Regions from separate parts of the Mus musculus genome. Here all the other regions are linked to region 3. A link is a contact called in public HiChIP or PLAC-seq and promoter capture Hi-C data. All regions are on one chromosome and are shown on one strand. Each heading gives the region's core, a stretch centred on a gene start, on an enhancer-like site or on the middle of the called end of the contact. The rest is flanking DNA. Distances are from core to core; before and after follow the strand shown.

Region 1 (2,796 bases), core at 290-2,789, 510 kb before region 3:
GGCTTAGGGCCTTAGAGGTAGGCCTTATGGGTTGTAGGCCACTCCACTTCGGTCCTGGCGCTTTGCTTCCTGATTGATGCCATGTGAGGTGTCTTTACCTTTTAGCAATAGGTAAGTTCCTATCACCATGGCTGCAGGTGACCCTACCTGTGTCCCTTCTGTGCCATAATGGAAGACATCCCCTGATCCATGAGACAAAATACATCTCTCCTCTCTCAAATGGCTTCTATAAAGTATTTGTGACAGCAACATAAGAATAATTAATATGGGCCATGGTTGGGCTCACAGGCTTTCATAGTCTACTGGCAACTGTTCTAGATCATCAGCGTGAGCTAACATCAGAAAAAGAGAGGGGCCAGCAAGAAGGCTGAATGAAAGTGCTTGCTGCCAAGCCTGACAAACTGAATTACATTCCTGGGACCAACACAGTGGATAAAGAGAACTGACTCTGGCACATCCTCTGATCATGTGAATGATCATTGATGATTCATTGGCCTGTGAATGCACACAAGAAAGAGAAAGAAATGTAAGACGGAAAGAAGGAAGGAAGGAAGGAAGGAAGGAAGGAAGGAAGGAAGGAAGGAAAGAAGGAAAGAAGGAAGGAAAGAAGGAAGGAAGGAAAGAAGGAGGGAAGGAAGGAAAGAAGATAGGAAAGAAGGAAGGAAGGAAGGAAGGAAGGAAGGAAGGAAGGAAGGGAAGGAAAAATTCCTTCTAAAGAGAAAGCCAAATAATGAATGAATGACCAAGCACTTTCAAGCACAATAAAACTCATGAAGAAAGAAAGAAAGAAAGAAAGAAAGAAAGAAAGAAAGAAAGAAAGAAAGAAAGAAGGAAGGAAGGAAGGAAAGAGAGAGAAAGAAGGAAAGAGAGAAAGAAAGAAAATGAAATCATATTCTGTGATCTTTGCCATGTTTGTAAAGATCAAAGGATAAATCAAAATGGAAATTAGAAAATATTTTGAACTAAATGATTATAAAGACACAAATTCACCTAACATGATATTTAGACAGAAATTACAGCCTTTAATATTATATTAGAAAAAGAAGAACGATTGAAAGTTAATGAGCTCAACTTGCAATCACTTCGGGAAAGGACAAAATAAATCCAAAGAACACAGAGGGAAATATATAATAAAGATGAGAGGATGCTACTAAATTGGAAGCCAAACACAAAACAGGATAAAGGAAAGCCAAAAGCTGATTATTTGAAAAGAGCAATAAAACAGACCCAGCAGGAGCCCAGGGAGACCCACACTGCAAGCAGGCAGGATAGCAGGAACCAGGACTTTACACATAACAAATGCTGGGAATGACACTGCAGAGATTAGAGAGGAAGCTAAGTTTCTGTTAACTATGGCAAAGGGCTGGGGGTTTACTCTGCCGGTCTCTGCCCTATTTTGTGCTTCATTTTCAGAATACGCTTTTCACACCTGACTCTGGGTCCTCCACTGAACTCACACACACTCCAGACTGACAGATCATCTCATCCCAGTGTCATGGGGGAAAGCAAACCTTTAAGGGAGCGATCCCTGGTGTGACTCACATCCGCAGATTCACTTCCCCAATCTGCCTTGCACCCATTTTGTTGCAAACCCTACTCCCTACAGCCATGGTTAGCTGCCTCTTCCTGGCCTTGCTTTTTGGAACAACTGTTTTCTCTGCTTCTTCTTTTCCCAGGCTTCTCCCTGCAGGTCTTTTCTGTCCCACCAGCAACCTCATTAACATACACAGGAACCTGTGCCACCGCCTTTTAACCCAGCTCCCAGTCCTTCTGTCATTTCCCCTCAGATCTCCAAGGCAACCACAGACAATTTAACTTCCTTTTTAAAAATTAAAGAGACCAAAAAAAAAAATCATTCTACATTCCAAAAACATCTACAGCTCCCTCCCATCTGTCAGCATAAGACTCAAGCTAATGCCATCCAGAGTTTAGCTTCCCACTTAACCCCTGACCCCATCCCTGCTCCTGTCTATTTCCTCCCCAGGACATGGCCTTCATGTGGACATGCTCACTGCAACTCTCCTCCTCCTCTCTCACTAAGGACTTCTATTCACTCAACTCCTCTCTCAGACGCTCCTGAACTTCCTGTTCCACAAAGGATCAGGGCTTCTCTTGGGAGCACTTTATGAGTGACTTCTTCGAGTAATAAGTCTTTCTTTCATCAAATAACTGATAGGTATTTGTACCTGAAGACCTTTATTAGAACAGAGTCACAAGCTGATCTAGACAGATATAAAATATAATAAACAATTAATATATCATATGTATTAATATAATTAATTGGTTTGTAATATACTGTATATGTAAGTATATATGCTATTAATATAGATAGTAGCTGTCTTGGTCAGGGTTTCTATTCCTGCACAAAACATCATGGCCAAGAAGCAAGTTGGGGAGGAAAGGGTTTATTCAGCTTACACTTCCACATTGCTGTTCAGCACCAAAGGTAGTCAGGACAGGAACTGACACGGGGTAGGAACTTGGAGGCAGGAATGGATGCAGAAGTCATGGAGGGGTGCTGCTTACTGACTTGCTTCCCCTGGCTTGCTCAGCTTGCTCTTTTATAGAACCCAGGACTATCAGCCCAGAGATGGCATCACCCACAATGGGCCCTTCCACCTTGATCACTAATTGAGAAAATGCTTTACAGCTGGATCTCATGGAGGCATTTTCTCAAGGGAGGTTCCTTTCTCTGTGAGAACTCCAACTTGTGTCAAGTTGACACAAAACCAGCCAATACAGTAACCAAGAACCAGTAACAGTTCAAATGAATGGAGCAGGCAGATATATTGTGGC
Region 2 (2,958 bases), core at 146-2,645, 560 kb before region 3:
ACAAAATTGTGCCTGTGTCTCCTTGACCAGGAAAGTATTCCATTCCAAAACTGTTGCCGTGATTGGCTTCCGTACGGACAGGAGACTGATTAGAAAGCATAAAAGGCCATGTGGATATTGGGTGGCAAACAGAAACCTCTACTCTGAAGCTGATGCTCGTTTAGCAGAAAAAGCAGCTAGGGTACTCAGGAGAGTCCAGTGCCCAACCTCACACATCTGATCATCAGCAAGGTTAGGATTAGAACCAGTTCTGGCACTAACAAAAGACCATTCACTATAGTTCTGGTTTACCGCCTCTCCCCATTTCGTGCATTTAGTTAATTCCCATGGTGCTTGATGCCTGACAAGAAGCAACTCAAGGAAAGAAAGGTTGGTTGGTTGGTTGGTTGGTTGGTTGGTTGGTTGGTTGGTTGGTTGGTTGGTTGGTTTGTTTGTTTGTTGGTTTGTTTGTTTGTTTGTTAATGGAAAAATAGCCAGCTCATCTCCATGGCCTGCTGTAATAGGAGGTCACTTTGTCTCTGCAGTCAAGATGCAAAGACCAAAGACCAAGAAATTCTGGTAGAACAGTTGCCTTTTTTTCATTCAGTCCAGGACATCAGCATTTGGTATGGTGCTGCCCACAACTGGGGTGATTCTTCCTACCTTAATGAATCCAATCAAGAAAACTCCCCCAAACACACCCAAAGACTTGTCTTGTGTGTAATTCCAGATCCGGTCAAGTTGATAATCAGTATCAACCATCACTTACATATATAAGGTTCTACATGAACCAAGATTATCCAGAAAGTCAAATCCTTAATGAAGAACAGTATCTTGTAATGCAGATTGTGAGAGGTCAGTCTTATGATCTGCTGCCTATACGATGGAGAGGTTCTAGGGGACACAATTCCAGTTAGAGCCGGGAAGTCTGAGAGCAGCAAGCCAACAGCCTAGGTGCTGTTTCTTATACAGAGGACTGTGTCAAAAGCAGTGAAGCAGAGAGCGTGGTTCTCTCCTTCCTATGCCTTATATTCTATTTAGAACTTCAAGGGCATGGAGCAGGTCTACTTATTGGTGCTAGGTTAGAAAGTGATCTGTTTTTTCCCTGTCTACTAACTTCTGTTCTAATCACATTCAGTCATGCGCAGTAGTGTCAGTAATGTCTAATCACAGACATATTGAGAAGAAATTTTAAGCAGTTTTCTGGGCACCCGTTGTCTGGCCAAGTTAGCCCATAAATTGAAACATCACAGCTTCTCAGAAAAACCATTTTCTCTCCCATATTGTCCTTTTGGGTATGAACTTTCTTCGTGTCAGGAAGAAAAAAAAAAGAAACTAAAAGCAGGCCATCAGTCACAGTCTCAGAAATGCATGAGGAAGGAAGCCACGCCATTTCCTCTTCACGCTTTCTTCAGTGAGGCTGAATAATCTGGGCAGAGTCGCCCATTCCATTAACTTACTTAGTCACTTAATCATGTTCTAGTGGAATCTTGACCTTCACAAGATGTGAATTTTAAGTCCAGCTCAAAATATGACTATAAACATTTTATTGTGTAATAAATGAGTCCGGGATATAGATCAGTAATAGAATGGTTGCCTAACAAGGCTGAGGCATTGGGTTCCATCCCTGGATAGTACTGTATAATAATAATAATAATAATAATAATAATAATAACAATAACAATAACAATAAAAGGGATGAGAATCACAGCAGCATCCCCTGCCACGGCCATGACCACCTACAAGCTGTCGCTGATCCAGCACAGAGCACATGGAACCCAGAGAACAGCTTGGAGGTGAAGTACAACAGGCAGACATTGCGAGATGCTGACTATGAATTTGACATTTGCTTCACCTCCGTGCAGAAGAGAGTAATCTGGATCAGTCTGGATAGTCCAGATGTGGCTGCCAGTGTCCAGGAGGGAGCTGATGCCTCAGTGAGTGACACAATGGGGTCTGACTGGTCTCAATAGAGCAGGAACTACTGCCAAGCATGGTGAGGAGCTGGTGCAGATCTGGAGACGATCTCACAATGCCTCCAACCCCTCCAATAGATCCCAGTCATCCCCTCTATGAAGACATCAGTAAGGAACACAGACCTTACTGAGGACCCGCTACCCTCCTGTGACAGCATGAAGGACACTATTGCCAGAGCATTGCCCTTCTGGACTGAAGAAATTGTCCCCCAGATCAAGGGGGAAAGGTCCTGATGTGGTCCATGCCAACACCTTCAGAGTATCATCAAGCATCTGAAGAGGCCGTCATGGAACTGAACCTACCAACTGGCCTTCCCATTGTTTATAAATTGGGCAGAAAGTCAAAGCTCAACAAACCCATGCAGTTCCTGAGACATAGAGACTGTGCGTAAAGCCATGGAAGATATGGCTGCTCAGGAAAGGTGAAGAAGTGAAGGTGAGTAGGCAGACTCCATTCTGAAGAGCACCCTGCCTGCCTGCTCGTGCCTCCTGCACCCCTCCCCAGCACCCACCACACTGACTACCTCTTTATGATCTGGAGATGGGGCACTGTGCCTCTCGTTTTTATTTTGGGATTCTATGCCCTGCACCCTCTCCCTTCATAGCATCTAGTCAGAATAACACCTCTGGGGGTGCAGGTTCTTGGTCCACATTCAGCAGTGACTCCCTGGACCAGTAGAGCTGAGACGTGGTAATTATAGTCTTCCTTTGCCCTTTGTTTGTTAAGGGTCTGCTTAGGAAGCGCTCAGGGACACGACCAATGGGGAGGAGCTGTGACACAATGTTGTCCCTGGACCTGTCCGCACTCTTCTGCAGTTAGAGAACAGGGGACTGTGGTAATTTCCGAAAGTAACTTGCATGGTGATTTAAAAGATACTTCCTCTCTGACTCTAAAGGAGCTACTGGCCCCAGAAGGGTGGGATCGATCCTGACAATCCTGTGTGTTACATTTACTTTTACTAAAAATTTGAAGAAGAAGAAAAAAAAACATATCAGCACACAA
Region 3 (2,898 bases), core at 245-2,744:
CTTGCTTTTCTACCACCCAAGAAAACAGCAAGTGCATGCCATTTACAAGCCAGAAAGCATGCCTTCACCAGACACTGAATCTGATGGTAAGTTGGCCTCGGGAATTCTCAGCCTCTACGACATCAGTTTCTGATGCTTTTGAAACTACATAGATATAGTATTTCATTTATTGACATCTGAACATTCTAACACTATTCCTTGGGGATTGGTTTAACCTAGGGTTTGGAGGTTTAACACCTCCCCCAGGGAACTTCTAACATCACGTGGGGGCATTTTTGACTGTGGCACTGGAGGGGGGTTGGGGGGTGTCACAGACCAGCATCTATGGAATTGATAGAATTCTAGCAAGTACAGTACAGTCTCTCACCACAAGGAATCATCTGAAGACAAAGCGTAATCATCACATTAGTTAAGAAACACTGATTTACACCAACCCCTTCTTGGATCCTCTTTCCAATAACACCGATCTTTTTGTTACCAGTACCTATAGCCTCCAAGACAATCTACAACAAAGTTAAGCACTTCCTGAAGTCTCACCAAGTTATTGGGCTCAGCACACTATTTTGCTTCCCTTATATTCATGAAAGAGTTGCTGTCAAGTTAAGCCAGTTTTAAATAGGAAAACACGTTTCTGCACAGCATTACAGTAGGCATAGAGCAAACCAAAAGTTCGACCGCCTTTAAATCCAAGGTGATCTCATACGACAAGAGTTGAAGTGTCTCCGTTTTCAGCATGCATACACCCTTCTCTCTGAAACCTTCCCTCGCCCACGGCTCCTCCTCTTCCACACGCCTTCTCAGTTCCTAACACACATCTCTACTATATAACTTAATACGGCTAATTGCCGACTTCTACCATTCCTTCATGCTGGGATCTCCTTAAACTGGAACATGCATTAGAAGATATAAAACGTCGCCTCACAAAAATGAAATGAGCAGGACTAAATCCGTTAAGTTACCAAAGTAATAATAAAAACTACTACCATTTCCGGGTCACCACCAACATGCCCGTGCCCAAGAAGGTTGCCTCCCGCCCCGCTTCCCCCCTCTTTTTTCACACCGAGGCTACCACATCCCTTCACCTGCAGAAGTGAAATGGCACCTGTGGCCTTGAGTCCATCTGAGCTACCTGTTCATGCCTCAGTTTCAAAAGTCAGTTCTAAACAGTTTGTTTTGTTTTGATCACATAACCTGTGATCATATGTGAGCATAACCCGCCTCCGTCTAGTTGCTGCGGGTGAAGAGGCTCAGGCCCAGGTCCCCAGAGCACAGAGGGAGGCGACAACGCCGGCTAGACCCCTATCACGGTTCCTCCTGGATCTTACCTGGCTGTCCCACCTAGCTCGGTGATATCTAGCCGAACGTCGCACGCCCAGACCCCGACTCCTTTCCTCAGCCCACTTCTGTGGCTGAAACGACCCGCGCGCGCTCTGCGTCATCACTTGGCGCCCGCGAGCGATCACATGATGCCCGGGCCCGGGCCGCCGCCCCTTGGTCACGTGACGGGCTAGGGACTCCAGGACAGAAACCCGGGTCCCGGCAGCTGACGCTCTGCGGCCCGGGACTCTAGGGGGATCCCTGGGGTGGGAGACGGGGACCGGGGCGCCCAGTCCACGCGGCCAGCGTCGGACGGCTGACAGGTGAGTCGGAGGCGGGCCTGCGGGTTCGAGGTCCATTCCTTCCCCCGTGGGCCACGTCCGGTACTGTCCCCGGAGCCAACGGGAAAACCTAGGGCTTGCAGGGTTGGGGTTGCACGCCTGATGTTCACCCACGCCTTCATGGAAATCGCTCTTGCATGCTTCTTTGAAGCTTTTGGGGTGATGCTCAGCTACTTGGCCCATAGCTGAGCTTGCAAGTTTCTCGGAGCGGTGCCTTGCTAATGTGGCTGATCTTGCACTTACTCTCCAGAAAATCAAGTAGTCACTGGAGTGATGATGGGCGAGAGCGCGCGGGGGGGTGGGGGGGGGGGTGGGGGGGGGAATAAAAGTCCTGTCGCTCACTGTGAGTTTGTGCAAGTCGTTCCTCTATACCCTAGTCTCCCTCACCTGAGACATGGTGCTGTAGTCCTTGTATTGGGGGCAGGTAGTTCTACTGGGTCCTGATTCTTCTATGATAGGAAATTTAAAAGTTGGACTCATAAAAAAAGAAAAGAAAAGTTGGACTCTTGATTTCTATATAGATGAGGGATAGTGAAGGAGTTTTATTATCTCTAACCACAGCCAGGGACTCTTTCCTTAGGTCTGCTGTTCTCACTTGTGGGTTTCATGACCCCTTTAGCAAACCTGTTTCCATAAACGTTTACATTATGATTCTTAACAGTAGCAAAATTATAGTTACTAAGTATCAATGAAAATGATTTTATGGTTGGGGTCACCACAACATGTATTAAAAGGTCAGGAAGGAAAGTTGTCTTAGATGTTAAGAATTAATGAATCAGGACTTGAGAGATGGGCCCAGTGGCTAAGACTGTTTGTTTTTCCTGAGGCCCCGGGTTCAATTCTAAGTACCCATGTGGTGACTCTCAACTATCTATAACTCCAGATCCAGGGGATCCAACACCCTCAGACATCCATGCAGGCAAAACACCAATGGACACAAAATAAATATAATTTTAAAAATTCATGAGTCACATTGGGGTGATCCAGCTTATTCCAGAACTTTTCTGGGACAGCCTCTGTTATGGATTTGAGACTGCTTTCTTTAGGGATCTGAGGTTTTGTGAAAAGAAGAAAAAATCCATCTGCTTTTGTCCTCTACACTTTAATTTTCTAAAGATATTTTGTTCTGTACTTACTGGGTAACAGATGCCATTCTTGAAAACACGTTCCTTTGACAAGGGGTTCTTCCTATTTAAAAAAAAAAAAAAAAAAAAAAAGTTACATGCCAAGATCCTAAAAC
Region 4 (2,802 bases), core at 186-2,685, 580 kb before region 3:
TGTGTATATATACATATATGTGTGTATATATATATGTATATATATATATATATATATATATATATATATATATATATACACACATACATACAGACATTGGCTATTCTAGGGCTAGCAATATGGTAGACATTGGGGAAATATGCTCCTTTGCATATGCTATAATCTGGAGAGGGGAAAAAGTTTCAATATAAACCAACAACTACACTTGATAAGATGGCTCACAAACACAAAGCACCCCTTACTATAAAGAAGCCGGCATTCTTTCCATCTGTTGGTGGTGACTGTTGCACATCTGTTAAACCCCCTTCCCTGTGTATACTCTAGTACAGTGTGAGTTCAGTCCATTCCACCCCTCAACTAGATTAAGACTTTTCTGCCCCAGCCTCTAACCTTTGTCCTAAGAGAACTCTTCATGCCCAGTCCTGGTTTCTCTTCTCTGACCCATTATGATCAAACTATTATTTATAAAGCAATCAAATTCTGTTACTGTAGTCATTAAAAATACAATATATTTTTTTAAAAAAACCTTTGAGCACTTACATGTAAAAGGTCAACAAAATTATCACAAGCACCTCACTGTAAGCTACTAGAATCCAAACAAAGGCAAGAAATAAACTGGAAAGACTGCAATTTTTAATGAATAAGAAAAGGAAAGGAGGGAGGAAGGAAGGAAGGAAGGAAGGAAGGAAGGAAGGAAGGAAGGAAGGAAAGAGAGGGAGGAGGGAGGGAGGGAAGGAGGGAGGGAGGGAGGGAGGGAGGGAGGGAGGGAGGGAGGGAGGGAGGGAGGGAAATGGATGAGAGATGCGGTATTTTTTTTTTTACTAAGAACAGCAGGTACTAAAAAGTTGGATCAGAAGAGCTTTTGTACAGAAGTCCCTGATCAGGTGCTTAATATTTGTTAGGTGACCCAATAAATCAGATCCAAGCACTTGGCCAAGAGACAAAAGAAAAATTAATGTTTAAAGGGAGTAAAAATTTTAATCAGTGTGACTGTACTAAGGACAAAAGAAACAAGTGTCCTTTGTCCAGTTAGGGAAGTACTGACCAATGACTTTCAAGATGATATGGGGAAGGAATAGAAATGAGAGTGGAGAAGCATTTATACTTGATTAGCCTTGTTCAGAATGCTATCTTACTGATCACTCAGGATTGGTCAGTTAAGCCTTGACTCAGTAAGAAAATAACTGTACAGAAGTTAGATTTGGCTTTTGTCAGAAGCAAGCCCTGATAGCACAGACTTATAGTCATAGTTACTTGAAAGTCTAAGATATGAACGTTACAAGTCTAAGGTCAACTTAGGCCACAGAGTGAGTTCAAGGCCAAACTGGTAACTGTCTCAAAAATAAAAAGGAAGCCTAGGGATATAGTTCAGTATTAGGGCACTGACATAGTATGTAGGAGACCCTGAATACTACAAAAGAGGAAGAGAAGCAGGAGGGAGGGGTAGAAGCAGGGGGGAACAGGAAGAGGAGGTTGCTGATCTACCAGATTGTCTCTGAAATCTAAAGTGACTGCAGGAAAGCATGGCAGAGAGCAAAATACACAAACACACACACACACAATGGAGGCAGAAATGCCCAGTTTATCCCTTGTTCATAGAAAACTGTTTGTAGCCTCAAGTGAAGAGTCATTGCTTTCATCAAAAAAACAACCTCTAAATTCTTATTACTATTTTGAAAGTGAAAGTAAAAATCATCAGACATTTCTCCAGAGAGGAAAAATTAGATTTGCAGGCAGAAAGTATGTAACAGGAGGTAGGCAGGCAGAAGAAGCTCTGCCTGAAGTCAGAGACCTGACCACAGCCTGAATGCTCAGGGAGGAGAGAGAGATTCGAGCCATAGAACAACGCCGAAACTCTCAAAACATCCATGGCTGATGAGAAATCTGTGAATAGCCAATGAACAGAATACAGTCTCAAGGACGACCTGCACATTGACAGAACACAGTGTCTAAAAGATACCCATGAGCAGGAACAGGGAGCTTCATGAATTCCAGGAAGCTTCATGAATTCCAGCTGTTTGAGCAAAATCTCTTCCCAAGTCTCCTGTTTACCAAAATCAATACAGAAATAGGAGTAGCCTCAGGAGGCCAGGTATGTATCAAAATAATAACTATAGATCAACGAGGGAGACAGTAGCACACAGAAAACTAAACATTCAGCTTAAATTCAGGTGACTTAGGAAAAAAATCCCAATTTCAGAGCTGCTGGAAAAAGGCCTGCTAATATGCCTAGTGTGTGATACGAAGTGAGCTGATGAATGGATACTCAGTAATAAAGAAATGGATGGAATCAGAAAATAGTATATATTGAGAGAGGCAACCTGGGTGGAGCAAGACAAACCTTGCATGTTCTCTCTTTCATATGTGAATTTTTATTTCCTATATTTTATTTTCATTCTAGACCTGTATGCCATGTAATCTTGGTCGTGTCCACTTCCCACTTCCTCCCTCCAGCTTTTCCCACACTCCAGCCACATAGTTCCACGACCCCCTGTTTTCCTGTCTAATTTGTGTTCTAGTAGACCACTAAGAGTGTAAGTAATGCTTCCCATATTTGTATGTGTGTGGGCTCATGTACTGCGCCAGAGGTAACCTACCAATAACTGTTACCCCAGAAGAGAAATGACTTTCCCTCCTTCAGCAGCCACCAACTGCCACTAACACCTCAATTAGGGAGGGAGCTTAGGAGCCCCTTCCTGCTTTATGCTCAAATTTTAACTCTCTTGTTCTTATGGAGATCTTGTGCAAGAAGTGGGGCTTCTCTGAATTCATGTAAGTAATGGCCACATCATGTTCATGGCA

The links. Promoter capture Hi-C pulls out the DNA fragments that hold promoters and counts their contacts. HiChIP or PLAC-seq counts read pairs in DNA pulled down with a chosen protein or histone mark.
Region 1: a contact with region 3 is called in an H3K4me3 HiChIP or PLAC-seq map of bone marrow-derived macrophages, with 3 times the contacts expected there. The contact joins the enhancer-like site here to the promoter of Washc5 in region 3. A contact is called at or near these places in 7 of 39 promoter capture datasets (the 3T3-L1 cell line, cranial neural crest, embryonic stem cells and 3 more), 3 of 15 datasets of contacts at CTCF or cohesin (CD8 T cells, the NIH/3T3 cell line and large pre-B cells), 2 of 484 Hi-C or Micro-C datasets (bone marrow-derived macrophages and hematopoietic stem and progenitor cells), 5 of 115 datasets of contacts at active chromatin or transcription factors (the SCID.adh cell line, bone marrow-derived macrophages, large pre-B cells and 1 more) and 2 of 9 other capture datasets (adipose tissue and liver).
Region 2: an H3K4me3 HiChIP or PLAC-seq map of bone marrow-derived macrophages shows a contact between it and region 3, with 4 times the contacts expected there. The contact joins the enhancer-like site here to the promoter of Washc5 in region 3. A contact is called at or near these places in 1 of 39 promoter capture datasets (liver), 2 of 15 datasets of contacts at CTCF or cohesin (large pre-B cells and pro-B cells) and 3 of 115 datasets of contacts at active chromatin or transcription factors (bone marrow-derived macrophages, large pre-B cells and memory CD8 T cells).
Region 4: a promoter capture Hi-C map of pre-B cells shows a contact between it and region 3, with 2.9 times the contacts expected there. The contact joins the enhancer-like site here to the promoter of Washc5 in region 3. A contact is called at or near these places in 1 of 39 promoter capture datasets (pre-B cells), 1 of 15 datasets of contacts at CTCF or cohesin (the NIH/3T3 cell line), 1 of 115 datasets of contacts at active chromatin or transcription factors (embryonic basal ganglia) and 2 of 9 other capture datasets (adipose tissue and liver).

The regions. Positions count from the first base shown.
Region 1 is chr15:59,886,779-59,889,574 of GRCm38.p6, reverse strand. No RefSeq gene overlaps it. Among named protein-coding and RNA genes, the nearest start is that of Gm36819, 65 kb to the right of the region's middle. Within about 2 kb of position 1,539, at least 38 of the 459 cell types and tissues checked have an H3K27ac peak or open chromatin away from gene starts, as enhancers often do. A contact at or near this core is called in adipose tissue and bone marrow-derived macrophages, where this site is marked.
Region 2 is chr15:59,929,043-59,932,000 of GRCm38.p6, reverse strand. It overlaps the pseudogene Gm7708. Among named protein-coding and RNA genes, the nearest start is that of 4933412E24Rik, 86 kb to the left of the region's middle. Within about 2 kb of position 1,395, at least 1 of the 459 cell types and tissues checked has an H3K27ac peak or open chromatin away from gene starts, as enhancers often do. A contact at or near this core is called in bone marrow-derived macrophages, where this site is marked.
Region 3 is chr15:59,372,783-59,375,680 of GRCm38.p6, reverse strand. Washc5 (WASH complex subunit 5) reads left to right here and starts at 1,494. Exons shown (of 29, transcript NM_153548.3): 1 at 1,494-1,640. It overlaps Nsmce2 (NSE2/MMS21 homolog, SMC5-SMC6 complex SUMO ligase), which reads right to left and starts at 1,483. Exons shown (of 7, transcript NM_026746.3): 1 at 1,326-1,483.
Region 4 is chr15:59,949,729-59,952,530 of GRCm38.p6, reverse strand. No RefSeq gene overlaps it. Among named protein-coding and RNA genes, the nearest start is that of 4933412E24Rik, 65 kb to the left of the region's middle. Within about 2 kb of position 1,435, at least 68 of the 459 cell types and tissues checked have an H3K27ac peak or open chromatin away from gene starts, as enhancers often do. A contact at or near this core is called in pre-B cells, where this site is marked.